2 separate regions of the Rattus norvegicus genome follow, and region 2 is linked to region 1. Evidence: chromatin contacts called from public Hi-C data. All regions are on one chromosome and are shown on one strand. Each heading gives the region's core, a stretch centred on a gene start, on an enhancer-like site or on the middle of the called end of the contact. The rest is flanking DNA. Distances are from core to core; before and after follow the strand shown.

The links. Hi-C and Micro-C count contacts between places; a contact is called where the count stands out from the background.
Region 2: a Hi-C map of liver shows a contact between it and region 1, with 6 times the contacts expected there. The contact joins two enhancer-like sites. A contact is called at or near these places in 3 of 12 Hi-C or Micro-C datasets (kidney and liver).

The regions. Positions count from the first base shown.
Region 1 is chr17:53,076,523-53,083,364 of GRCr8, forward strand. LOC102549623 (a long non-coding RNA gene) reads right to left here. Exons shown (of 7, transcript XR_596808.4): 4 at 5,488-5,649; 5 at 2,357-2,510. Among named protein-coding and RNA genes, the nearest start is that of Inhba, 720 kb to the right of the region's middle. Within about 2 kb of position 3,714, at least 1 of the 93 cell types and tissues checked has an H3K27ac peak or open chromatin away from gene starts, as enhancers often do. A contact at or near this core is called in liver, where this site is marked.
Region 2 is chr17:53,481,519-53,488,551 of GRCr8, forward strand. The region is part of intron 1 of LOC120097752 (a long non-coding RNA gene); the gene reads right to left. Among named protein-coding and RNA genes, the nearest start is that of Inhba, 320 kb to the right of the region's middle. Within about 2 kb of position 4,848, at least 2 of the 93 cell types and tissues checked have an H3K27ac peak or open chromatin away from gene starts, as enhancers often do. A contact at or near this core is called in liver, where this site is marked.

The sequences.
Region 1 (6,842 bases), core at 2,464-4,963:
CAATCGTTACTTGCACAGCAGATGGGCTTGGTTTATGAATAAGCAACAAATGTGAAAAAGAGATTGATGGGTTGAGCCAGGCTTGCTTCATGCAGGGACATTTAACCTTTCCTGATTGCCACTGGCCCAAGGTTCATACAGCGCGATTGCTTTTATTACGGTCAGAGAACTATAGTCACTGAATGTGGTAAAGAACAGAACAAAACTCTGCTGAGAAAATACACAAGCAGAACTGAAGGATGTCTAATGATTCTTAGAGCAAAGCATGATCCTGACTGTATTGTGATCCATGACAGTGGAGTCCCCCTACCTGTGTTCGTACTCTTAGCAGGTACAGAAATCAATTTCTCAGAAAAGTAATTCCTTATGAGGAATAGGGACACCATATGAGGGGATCCTGGACACATGTAGTTTGAAAGCTGTTCATAAACAAAAACCATGTATCCTCAGTATCTTTGGAACACACCCTCCGTTATTGCTTACAGCTGTGTATTTAGGAGTGCATTTCTTCAAGTCACATAACCGACGGAAGCGCATTAAAACACAGTGTCCCAGAGAGGGGTGACCTGTTGCCTGCTGAAATATTAGTTTGTAGGATTCTTTCTAGACTTCAGTTTCCAAACTAGCAGAAAACAAAAACAACTCTCAGAGATTTTGACCAAATGATAGAGGAGAGTTTAAGGTGTGGAGAGCTGTGGGCAAGCTTAGGCCACAGGCTCTGTCTTTCCTTGGCTCTGCTCTATATGGTCTTGAGAATCTTGGCCTTGCAGCATGCCATCTTGTCTGGGTGGTAGGGTCTCAGTTATTTGAAAGATGCCTTTCGGGAAAAATCATGTAATAGTTTGTCACTATTGCCATGGTTGGTGGTAGTGTTTTTTGTGAAGTTTTTGTTTTTTGTTTTGAACTCCAGATTATTGGCTTTTTATTTTAGTTTCTTTTTGTCAGAGGAAAAATGAATTAACATCCATCTCACAGGCTTGCTCGGCTGTTTAGTTCCAAAGTCCTGTTCAGTTTTTGTTTCTTGTCTTGCTTCTGTTTTGGCTTGATTTCTTCATGATAATGCTGGACGTGGAGCTGAGAATCATTTACTCCAAGCAAGCGCTGTAACTGAAGCCCGAGCCCAGCCCTCCGTACCACCACAGACTTCTGAAGCTGGGAAAGCTTTAGAAGCTGGGAGTTTTCTGATTCTCTCATCATTATGTTTCTCCTCAGTCTTTAGATAGAGGTAAGTGTGGGTTTGGAGAAAAGCAAAGGAAAGCATGTAATGGACAACTATTCTGAATTATGCAAAGTAGCTCTTACTCAGGGTCAACTAAATTATATCAACTTGCCCTTTAGTTTACCCTTATTTTGCAAAAGGAGAAAAAAGAAGGAAAACTAAATAGGACTGTGTGATTTGGGAAGCCAAATTGATAATCTGATATAAAAGTTGCTCTGCTAAATATAAATTATTAAGTGTAGATTTTTTTCCCTAGGATATTGTATTCATTTTTTGATATTACTTAGAATGATGTATTGGATAAAAATCAATTTTGTAAGTATATAAATATGTCATAAATAAATACTTTGACTTATTTCTCACAAAAAAGAAAGAAAAATGCCAAAGCAATATCAGGTATAGTGATGAGTTTATAGGTTATAGACAGGTACGTGAATTCAACACAAAAAAGGTTATGGAAGCATTTTAACAATTTTAAGACAATAACAAGCATAAGGTAGCAGTGATATCATGATGTCAGGTGGAGAAATGGAGAACCAAAGTAGTTCTTTGATTGCAGTGGGAGGCATGTAACTTTCAAAACGTTCGCGAAGTAATTACTGAAGAGAGAGGAAGTAGGAATGGGAGTCTCTGTATAGGTAAGGAATCCAGAGCTTCACTATAAGAGACATAGACCAAGCAACCCTGGCTTGTTATAGAGGGGAGTCCTATCAATGTTACAAAGGAAAGTCCATCAAATTTGTATTGCTGCATAATATTCTGGAGTATTTTTACTTCATCCTAGGGCCAGCATTTGCTGTGTTCCACGGCTACTGCAGGTAGAGAATGTTAAAAAGCCTGCCAGAGTTCAAATGGAACAAAACACAAGAGGGAAAGCTGAAGAAAAATGGAAAGTCGTGCTAAGTCCCAGAATAGACAGTATTTCTAGGTGGGCAGAAGAGGAGCCAACCTCTTCAAAACTCACATTGTAATTTGATTGTCATTATGGTAATCCCTGCGGGCGGGGCCATTAAGGGCGATTGTGCCATTTATTTAGAAGGGCCCATGTGTTTTAGGAGTATGTTCTCCCCTTTCATGTGAGATAGATTGTTTATAAATCAAAGCTGTTGCTCATAATACACTTTTACATCTTCTTACCTGCCTTTCTGCTTCCTGCTGTGAGGTGAAGCAGTGTGAGGACTCTCTCTCTAGAAGTGAAGAAATATTGAAGCCATGGTCGTGGCTTTCATAGCATCCCAAGCCATGGTCTAGCCAAAACCTCTGTACTTCATTGGTCATAGTCTTGGGTATTCTGTTAACACCAATAGAAATGGGTCTAAGACAAGATTTCAAATTCCTTACTTAATGTCACCTTAGAATTAACGTCTGATTTCTATGAATGCCTAAGCTGGATTTTTCTCTTCTATTTATTTTTCCTTCTTTCCATCTTTACTTTTGGCATTTTCTTTTTTATCACAGTACATATCTTTGTGTTTCTTCTTTTGCTTGCCAATATAGTGCCAAAAATCCTTTCAATCAAGCCTTTATATTATCCCAGGGTGTTCATGTAACCTATAGCCAAGACTTACTAGCCTCTATTCACCTAGTATCATCCCTCTCTTGTTGCGGCCACTCTAGTGTCACTGCTGTCCTTAGTGATGATGTGTCACAAGAGCCAATTTTACTTCTAAGTACTAGAAGCTTTGGAGTTCTAGATATGTAGCAAGAATTAGATATCTGGAAGGGGTTAATAATAGTCTTCTCATCTTATTTGTGAACTAAAGTAAAATGATCGAGGCCAATGGCACACATTTGGTTATTTAAATTACTTAGCAAAGCCTGCGTTGGAAAGTGCCTCTTCAGAATATAACAAAGCTTGATTCCTGGAAAGCCAGCCCTATAGTCCCCAAATGAAACTACGATACTCAGAAGTCCCTACCTCATGAAGCAAAAGGGTCACAACATGTGGTTATACTAGCAGCCCAAGGATGTTTTGGGAAACCAAGAGAGTTCTCCAAGAGTCAAATAATAGGAAGACTGAAGCAAAGATTTGATTAACAAAAATAATCTTTACTAGATAGTAACTAACTCAGCTATCACATTTTTCTTTGAAAAGTTTAAATTGAGATACCTAATCTCAGGCTCCAGAAATAGAGAGGGGATACAATATCACAATTGTAAGGTACTCTATATACTCCTGCCATCCCCCAAATCAGAAGAATCAGGTGTTCCAGGACAGACTGTTTCTACAAACACACAAACAAATCAATGAACTAGACCTTTGAGCAGAGATAATCAAATCCTTGACTTGGGGAATGTCAAGTCTAAGTCACCAAGCTCTGGTTTTTCACATGTACAGTGATGTTTCAACTCTGGTATAATAATACTCTCTTTACTTTGTATATTTAAAGCAACCACACCAAATAAGGCCTGTAAAGTACCACCTGGGTCTTGTCATTTGAGAAACCCTGACTTTAGTTAGATTCCAGTATCAGTGGAAGAGAGTGGCTCACCTTCGCCCTCATGAATGAACGGCAAGATTAGGAGGTTGGCAAATAGGTTGTCCTAGAAACGAGTCCCTTGTTTCCTTTTTGATATTTGGAAATAAGGTTCACAGAGGAAAGTAACTACTTCTGCTGGACTGAATGCAAAGTAAGAGCTGGCTAAATGCTGCCCTAGCTGCAGTATGGAGACAAAACTCACACCAGTACAAGGAAAACAGAAAGATTCCCTGAGAATTCTGGGAAAGGGATGGCTAAAGAATTTTTCCTTAGCTGAGGATGCCAAAGTCTTTGCATATCTACCCAGGTGAAGTGAACAGTAGGCCCAGGGCTACCTAAGATACAAACTCTGAACCGTCTCTTGTTGGGAACGCCTTGACAAGCAGCCAGAAAGCATCCCTTCTGTGCCCCTCCTCGTCCCCACAAAGGACAAAGTACAGGCTGTTGCTTCAGGTGAGTACTGTTCTGGGAAAACAAGGAAAGCAAACAAATACTGCTGTGTGGTTGACTGGTTCCCAGGCTCCATTTCAAAGGCAGTCCCCTATGGCATTGTTTGCTCCTGTTTTTCCCAGCATAGGTGTTTGGTATCGACCAGACCTATTCTGAGACCTCCAAGTAAAGAAGCATTTTTTACAACGTGAAGCAGAGAATGTCCTTTTTTTTTTTTTTTAAAGTTCTACCACATGTAAGAGTCCCCAGTTGTGCTAGTATCAAGACACTGAGGGTGAGAAAAATTCACATTTTAATGGCTTTTCTGAGGTAACTTAGGGGCAATTTTGTCCTTGATTTGAGCATAGCAGCCTTTATGGGGCAACAGTTCTCTTTCCACAGTGAGAATATGGAAGGAAAAGGCCAGATTATTAGGGAATTGCTTATTAGGGTAGACTTAAGAAAATAAAATGAATTTTAGAGCAAATAAATATTACACTATTATACTGTCTGGCATCATTAACAGGCATGCTGGAATTCTCAAAACTTCTCCTCACTTTTTCTCGATCATGAGCATGGTCAGTTGGTCAGAAGGGCCTCTCTTCCAGCTTGGGTGACTGGCAAATTAAGTGAGCTTACTCCATTGTGAAGGAAAGAAGAAAATATGCCTTTAACTGTGAGGTAGAAAACGAAGATAGAAAATTTGAACATGGGTAAAAAACACATTAAGAAATAAAATTCAAAGGATACCTTCCAAGATGGGAAAGAGCATGGAAGGAATCATGTTCTGAGATTTGGCCCAGACTGGATTGGGCATCATAAGCTCAGTCTTGGTGTTCATGAAAGAGAACTTCTCCTGCCTTGCCTCCATTGTTGTAACTATTACTTCACATTAGGAAGCATAGCTCAGAAATCATAGCCAGAAAGATTAGAGCAAGATACAGAGCACAGTACACATCTCCACCACCCAGAGGTATTTGAATTTTAACAGAACAAACACTGGTATAACCTGAGATCTTAAACAGGCCCCATAGGAAAAGTCAACTCCATAAGCATTGGTACCTGTCTGATGATTAGCTAACCATAGATGTGCAACCCATGGATTCTGCAATGGCATCACTAGAAAAAGTTCCTATTTAAAAAAATATAATCCATGTAAATATAGTAAAATTCTTTCTTCTGTTTAATAGTTCCTTCTCTTAAGTAACCCAACATGCTGTATAAGACCTAAGCAATAGTACACAAGTTAGCCTCAGAAATGTATCAGCAGCTTAGCAGAGCAGAACAGTATTTGATATATGACTAGGAAGAACCACTAGGACAAGACTTCTCTTTATATGAACAGGATTTGTATTTTACCTGTGCATTCAGCATGGAAATTCTTCATCTTCTGTTGCTAGCAACAGATTCCCAACCACAAAGGAATATGTCGGTAATTTTATGGCCAGCCATAGAGTAGCTTGGATGGAAGCCTCTGACCTGGGTGAATTCTGATAACTTTTTCCTGGAATGAATTGCAACCTAGGAAGAAGAAGGCAATCATCTGGATCATGGGTGCAGTCATAGTGTTTGTAACATGTGTCTTCTATACCTGTGGCCCACAGGGGACTCTGGATTTAAAGAATTCAAGGAAAATCAACAGAGCATATGTCTAGAGTGTTTGTGATATGCTGGGCTCTGTCTCAAGAGACTTCTGAGGATGTTTTTTATAATAGCATCTTTCAGGCATCAAACCAAAGGTTAGGAAGTATTTCTGATGTTTTCACATCTACATGTAATGGCTGGATACCCTACAGGTTACTTCCTACCATGCCAAGTACCATAAGAGAGGTAAAATGAAAAGAATGGATTTTTGTTGTTGTTGTTGTTGTTGTTTTTGCAAAGTCACATACTTTAATTTTTCCCCCTACAAGTTTGCTAAGAAAAGTTGTCAAAAGGCCCATGGAAAAAAAGGAATAACCTATCCTTTCTCCTTCACATAGCTAAGAGTACAAATGAAACATTCTAAATCCCATATACAATTATGGCAGGTGGTGGTCCTGTTCCAAAATATATCTAAAAATGTCCTCTGAATGTGTGTGCTAATTTAGATACTACATGTGAATTTAAAGGTGCAGATACATATAAGTTAGTATAATTTGTTTAAAGAAAAGTGGAATAATAACAACTAATATATTTATATATATTCAATGTATTATTTGAAGATTTCAAAAGCCTTGGCAATTTTAGCTGTTCTATCAATAGCCAAAGGTTCAAATGGCTAGCTACAAGCTTGCCTTCCACTTTTCTTTGACTCTTCATTAACACACACACACACACACACACACACACACACACACACACACACAGACTCACACTCACACACACACACTCTCAAAGAAAAATTAATTCCTAAAATAGCAAAGAGAACTTATAATTCTATTGCCTATTTTTAAAAATAATTCTTAAAATTTATAATTTTAAATTTCATCAGAAAATATTTCTGTGATTTTTAAAATAAAAACTGATTCATAATTATTTATTCATATATATGAAGTCTTTGTCAGCAGAGAGTTATGCATACCACATGAGTACTGTGTCTGCGGAACCCAGAAGAGGGAGCTGAAATTTTTGGAGATGCAGTTACAAATAGTTGTCAGCTGTTTTGTGGGTGTAGAAAATCAAACCAGGTCCTTTGCAAGAACAGCCAATGTTCTTAGTCATAGAGTTATCTT
Region 2 (7,033 bases), core at 3,598-6,097, 410 kb after region 1:
TGTGTAGACAGCCAGAAGATAGCTTGATGAAGGTGATTTTTCTCCTCTAAAAGGGTTCCGGGGATCAAGTTCAGGTCGTAGTGCTTGTGTGACAAGCAAGCACTAAATGAATCATCTAGTAGGGCCCTTATTTTCTTCATCTGTTTTTCAGTGTTGAACCCAGGGCCTTGAACACGCAAGAGAACTGGTTTGCAAGGAACTATGGATAATACTGTAAATGAGCATTTGGTAATTCAGAAAACTTCTCCCTAGAAAACTGGAGAAAAATCTCTAGAACTTGACACTTTTCTCTGGGGACTCAATTCACCAGACAAATCATAAGTGTTATTTAATCCTCTGGGTACTCTAAAAGGGTTTCTCTTTTTATTTTAGCCTATTTTTTTATCCCTTCTTAGAATCTTGCCTCTTTGGTGTGTGTCATTCCTTTTAGCTTTGTGAGGTAGGTCATGAATTTGTGAAAGTGGCCAAGGGAAAAAGGAACAAGTGGATGTTTTTATTTCTTAATCAAATTTCATGAGAAAATATCTAGAATAATAGGTTTTCAGGAAACGAAAAACTCCAGTCTGTATGTCAGTCGTTTTGCATGAAAACAATGAGTTGGCCGCCTGGTGCCTTCACATAGGCTAAGAAACCAAAGGAAGCAAAGAAAAACCTTGGCTATAACTTCTGATGCTGAGGTGAGCTTACGGAAAAAAGAAAAGCATTTCAGATCCTGGGAGGGAATTTTCTCCTTGTTTTTGAGCCAGGTCCCAGCATCAGTGATAGGATTAAATTCTCTGGAGCCTTCCCCTTTGTTGTTTACCCACGTGAGAAGTGCAACTTGAGGCATCAGAGTGATGAGAGATACAGACCACAAGGGAAGGAGAGAGAGTTAAATAGTGCTCTTTGTTTTCAAAGAACATGGTTCCAGACGTGCTGTTTTATAAGCACCACCCTATGCCTTCTAGGGTAGTTCAGGCCTTTGCCCCCAGGCTGTGCATGCCAGCTCACAGGTGAACAACGTCCACACCATAGAGAGTCACAACCTGAATACTTCTCCAGTTCTCCTCATGATGATCTTTAATAGCCTCTATAGTCTCATGGAGAATCTAGTTCAGGTAGTGGGATTGGTGACAACTTATTTCTGTCACACTGTGCAAAACCCAATTTAAGTGGTCTTCCTACAAAGGACAGCACCACACCAGTGGCAATGGAACTGATACATTCAATGGCCATCATTATTTTATTTTCTTTTTGTGCCTTCTCTTTGATGGCTCAGAAATGACCTGAGGCAAACTGAGCAAAAATAAAAGCGAAGGCGCATGCTCACATAGATGGACTGAAAGAACAAGGCAAGGACTGGCACCCAGAAAAGAGCATGCTAATTCAACCCAGTGCTTATGAGCTCCCAAAGTTTGCATAATGAGGACACTTCAGGCAGAGTTCTCAGCAGATGTGACAAGAGTCAGCCACACGATTTTCATTAATGGTCCTGGGAATCCTGCAGTGGAAACCTTAACCCTGTACTGAGAATTCTGTCTATTGTTTTCCATCCCCAAAGTCATAAACGGATGTTATGTGCATATAATGTTATTTAATTCCCAGTGCACCTTTATTCTCTTCAATCCTCTGCTTGACGTGTGCAGATATATCCAGTTTCCAGATCTTGTTCTCAAGTAAGCACATACAACAGCACTAGAAGACACAGAGGTATGTACAGAAACTTAAAGGTCTTGCTCTACCGGAAGAGATAGTGTTTGTGCTGAGAGTCTGGGTAGCCGTCTGCAGTTCCCATATAGGCATGGCTGTTCAGAATTGCTTCCTAACCATACAAACTTGAAGTGAGCAAAAAGAAAGAAAGAACACTCTAGCAACCCATTCAGTACAATGTCACTACCACAAACAAATGGACACACCACTGTGATACAAACAGATTTGCTAGGAGCTGTCTTGTTCTTGACTTGAGACATGCCAACAAAGATGGCAGCAGCTACACCCTTTTAGCTCACAGCCCAGCTAAATGTTTCAGCATTCCCTGACAGTTTCTTTCTTTTTTTTCCCCCTAGCTGATTTGCAAGCAGGCAAAGCCACTTATTCTGGAAGTTTCAACTAAGATTACCAGTGATAGTAAGACCCATGTTCATAAGGACCAATGCCTAAGTCCTCATATGGAGCTTTGTTCTATCTTTAGTGTTTATATTGGATGCAAGTAGCTAGAGACAATGGGGTTAGAGAACCACATGCAAAAGCTACCCTAGTTCTAGGAATCATATTGAGTGGTGAATTTGATGTGTTGTGTTACCCACTATAGAATACCCAAACTAGAATATAATGCCAAATCTTAGTTACTAGGTACAAAATAGAACTCAAAGATGAATGATAAATGGAGTTGTGCACAGTTAGGGAGGAAATATAGTACAGTCAATCTCTTCGTTCATACCCTCCAAATCTCATTTCCAATAACCTCCATGCAACGATTTTGTTTCTCTTTGAAACTGTCTCACTGTGTTACCCAGACTTAGCTTGATTTCATTTTCCTCTGTCTCAGACTCCAAGTGTTATAATTACAAATATGTACCCTAATTCCAGGCAATAAGAAAAGATACTTAATGTCTAAATACGAATTTGTAATCGATGGATGAATTTCTCAAATGTGGATGTGAAGCTCCTTTGCTGCGGCACAGTTTTGTTCATTTATCTTCTCTTCAGTAAGTTTCTGGATTTTGTTTTATTCCATTTGGATTTTCTTTTCTCTTGTGCTTTATGTTTTTGATGAAAAAAATTTAAATCCTGACAAGAATAAAGTAACACAAATGAATTGTCATGCAATCTATTTCATTTCATCAGTAAGTAGTTTGGATAATTTTAAAAAGAAAGCTATTTCTGTCACTTTGAAATGTAATTTCAAGTGTCCCCTGTGATGTAATTTCCACAGAACATAGTTTTCACTAGTCTTCTAGAGAACAGTGTTTACACTTGAAAGATAAATGCTTTGGAGACCAAGGAACCTAAGCTCAAGTCTCTCACTACTAAAATAATATGATCTTGACTGAGTTGTTTAGTTGCTGGGAGTTTTGTCCCTTTCTCAGAGAAATAATAGTAATATTATCAGGTTTCTATGTAATTATGAAGGGAAGTAATAACATAGAAATGTGTTGAGGCCCAGAGAGCTACTGCAGGCATGTGCACGGCAAGTGTGCTATGGGTGGATAAATTGCTTTTCGTATTGAATGTCCTCAAAGATTCACGACTGCTCTAAGGGCTGAGTTTAAGTGGCCTGTACGAGACCAGCCCTAAATTCTTCTATATTATTTCTCTTGAGAAATGCACTGTGGTAAAGGAGGCAGGAAGAAAAGAACAGTTAGACTGCTGGGGCATGGAGGCAATGAATTTACATCAGCTTCACTCACTTGTACAAGGACAGTCATGGACGGTGGAGGGGTTCATGGGGCTGTGATCCTCACCAGCGAAGTATTGGCTATTGATGGATCCTGTGGAACGAGCTAAGTAAACACTCTACCACTAAGCTACCTCAACACAAACCTGTTTATTTTTAAAATATGAACATTTGACTGTAGATTAATTATACCATAATAAAACTATGCAAAATTTCAAATAATAAAAAGTATGTTACCTCAAAACAAATCTCACTGATGGAAATATAAAGAAATCTCATCCGACAGCTCGGCAAAGCAGAAAGACTTATGAGATTATTCCTCACACCAAAATAAAGAAAACCAGGAAGGTGAAAGGCCTCACCCCTGTGCTCAGACTATCCTATCAGAATCTTCCAGTTCTGAACTCAACGTGTAGGTAGCTGCTCGCTGGTCTGTGAGGAGTCACAGTACAGGTTTTGTTCTTCTGCCAGTGGTCTTTTGCAGGGATCACTCTGACACTTTCCCCTACTAGAGTTTCTTTCATCACTTTTCAAACTGTGCATTGGCTATCAGTAAAATCAGGCCATATCAGGTTGACAAGCAAACAGCTTTCTCATTGGCTTTCCGGGTGCTTGCTGGCCCACCTTATCTTTAAAAGCCTTTGAACTTCATGTAGACATACAATCCTGAGACAGGAGGAAAAGGTTTTGGATTAAACAATCCAGCACAGTTTGTAAACATTTGCCTTCTGCAGTCCACGGTATTAGTCCTGGGGTACAGATTGGTTCTCTCTCCTATAAAAGGGACACTCAATACTCCTGAGATTTGGAGAGCTCTAAAAGTTCATCAGTTTCTCAGGTTTTTTTTTTCACTAATTTCTTTTTAGGACTTCTGAGTTTTAGCCTCTGTTGTCTCTGAGCTTTTTTCATATTGCCAGAAGATTTTCAATGTCCTTATCATCATCATCCTTAGACAATGTCTAGCACCTGAACATTAAGTATGTCACCAAAAAGTGTAGAAACCTGTTTTTAGTTATCTTGTTGGTTTGTTTTGGTTGATGTGTGTGTGTGTGTGTGTGTGTGTGTGTGTGTGTTTGTGTGTGTGTGTGTACATACATGCATGTATTTGTGGTGTGTTTATGTCTGTGTGTGTGTTTGTGTGTGTGTGTGTGTGTGTGTGTACACATACATGCATGTATTTGTGGTGTGTTTATGTCTGTGTGTGTTTCTGTATGTCTGGTATGTGTGTGTGTGTGTGTGCGCATGCATGTATGTATGGTATATCTATGTGTGTGCATGTGTGCATATATGAGGTATTTGTGCATGCATATGGTGTGTGTATGTGGTGTGTGTGTGTGTGTGTATTTGTGTGTGTGTGTGTGTTTTGTTAGAAATAGAGCAATCAGCATCTTCTATGTGTGCATTGACAGTGGACTACTGGTTGTATAGTCCAGAGAGGAAGTTGGACTTGGCGTGCTGCTCACACTGCTCATAACAGTAGTGTTAAGCAAATATTCCTAGAACTGCATTCTGCAGAGTAGGAAGAACTTCGCTTTGGACTTTGACTCCATCCCAGAATGTAGACTGGCAGTTCAGGAGAAGTTTCTGGCCTGCAGTGAATCAGACCTTGACCTGGACCTCACTGGACCAGAGAGATACTTTGAATGCAAGAGCTGCACATCCTTGGATAGATTAAAGTGCAGTAAGAATGGCCACAATGCATGTTTAAGATCACAGAGGCTCATGGGAGCCAATGATGTCCTCCGTAGTAGCACTTGGGAGGCATTTCTAACTGCAGCTATTTCTATGACTTGTAGGATGCTTCTCAGAATCTGAAGTGCAATGCTCTCATACATCCAGCTTATCCAAATTGGTCAAAATGAAAAGTTACAGTTCAAATGGACATTTTTTCTTTTCTTATTTTATAAAGCATTCGAGGCCTGGAGAGAATTTGATTAGCCTGCCGGCATACCTTTGTGGAGGCCTAGATGCTCTCAGATTGTCCTCTATGAAGCTTTCTGAAGAACTGTGGCTTTACACTGAAACTTTCTTGTGAAACAGGATTTGGGCTGTGCTCCAGTATATGCAAGTATTTATTATTAGATCTCGTAATCATAATCACTGTAAACATTAATGCACTTTAACAATCTGGCAGCTGGTACCTTAAATCCCCAGCAATCTTAGTTAAATCCCAAAGAAAACTTTTAACAGTTGTTTGGGGGCATTGGGGATAGCATTTACAAGCAGGGGAAGACCAGTTTTCCAATTCTCAAACAGTTCTGATCGATGGCTCAGGAATTAACTACTATTTTGGATCCCTAGCCTTTGGACCATTGCATCATATGAAAACTCAAAGAAGATTTAATTGGAACACCTATAATCCAAATGCCTCTTGGCATCAGTTTTTGACGAATGGCCATAACCTAGATAAGAAGCAAGTGATTGCACTAGTTATGGCCTGTTTGATTTAGTGCAGGGTTGTCAAACTCAAAGGCCATTTGAGTTTCAGGGATTCATAACACTGGGTCTTATTCACACCTTTGCTCTTAGAGAGTCTGTATTTAGTGTAATGAAGTTATTATTGACAGAGAAGAAGAAGAGAGATTGAGAGAGGGAGAGGTTTTAAAAGAGGGATAGATTTAGAAATAAGGAAGAAAAGAAGGAGAAAGGGTAGGAAGAGTGAAGGAAAGGAGGGAGAAGAATGGAGAGGAGGGAAAGGAAATCTTTTCTTGAACTTTAACAAATTAGGATACTTAAAGAGAAATGATTTAGAAACCCATGGATTAAGGTGTCTTCGTCAGATGTGTAGATTCAAAAACTAGTGGGGACGTGTGCTTAATTTGCCTGGAAGAATCTATGCTTTATTTGCCTCATCAGTTTCCCTCAGACCTTTAAGCACAATGCATAGGAGGAGTATACTTCAAAGGCAGGCAGGGATATGCAGGAACCCCTTTTCTGCTCCCATAACCCCCAGAGATGCTCCATAGAACAATTAACCATCACCTGCACATGCCTTCCTTCATCTCTGAGTAGTAGGGTTCTCAGAGGCAAGGATTCTCAGAACTTTTACTCCTCTACTGTGTAATAAGCACCACTGGATCCCTAGCATGTAATGCAATACATTACGTCTATTACATATAGATCTACTATATATTAGAAGAACAAAAATTCTATTTTTGGATGACTGCCGATAGGGTTATGAAGAAGAACGTAAGCATACTTCCTCTTCTCCCATCCCCTTTCTCTCTGTCCTGTGCTCAAACTGCAGACATAACACACGCAGGCTGTAGGTGGCCAGAGCTGCTGACTCATCAGAGCCATACCACAGGCTTTCCAAACGTTCAGCTAACCACACTCAAATTGTATTCTGACAGTGAGTTTCACTATGTTATTGGTTGTCAACACTCTGAAACTGTATTTTCTTCCCCAAAGTTTAGATTTGGTAAAACATGGACCATGGTTTCCCAAAATCACCACCTCCCACAGTCTAAACAATGTATATTTTAGGGGAAATTTTATCCATGTGCCCTTCAGCTCATTCACAAAGGTTTTCTTTTAGTAGGGGCTGTTGTGAGGTTTTTTTATGTAATTTTTTTTTTACTTAAGTATCAAGTTGCATTTTCCCTGTGGTGTCCAGGGCAGGCAAGCTTTGTTCTGATATTAGGGAGCCCTATGTTA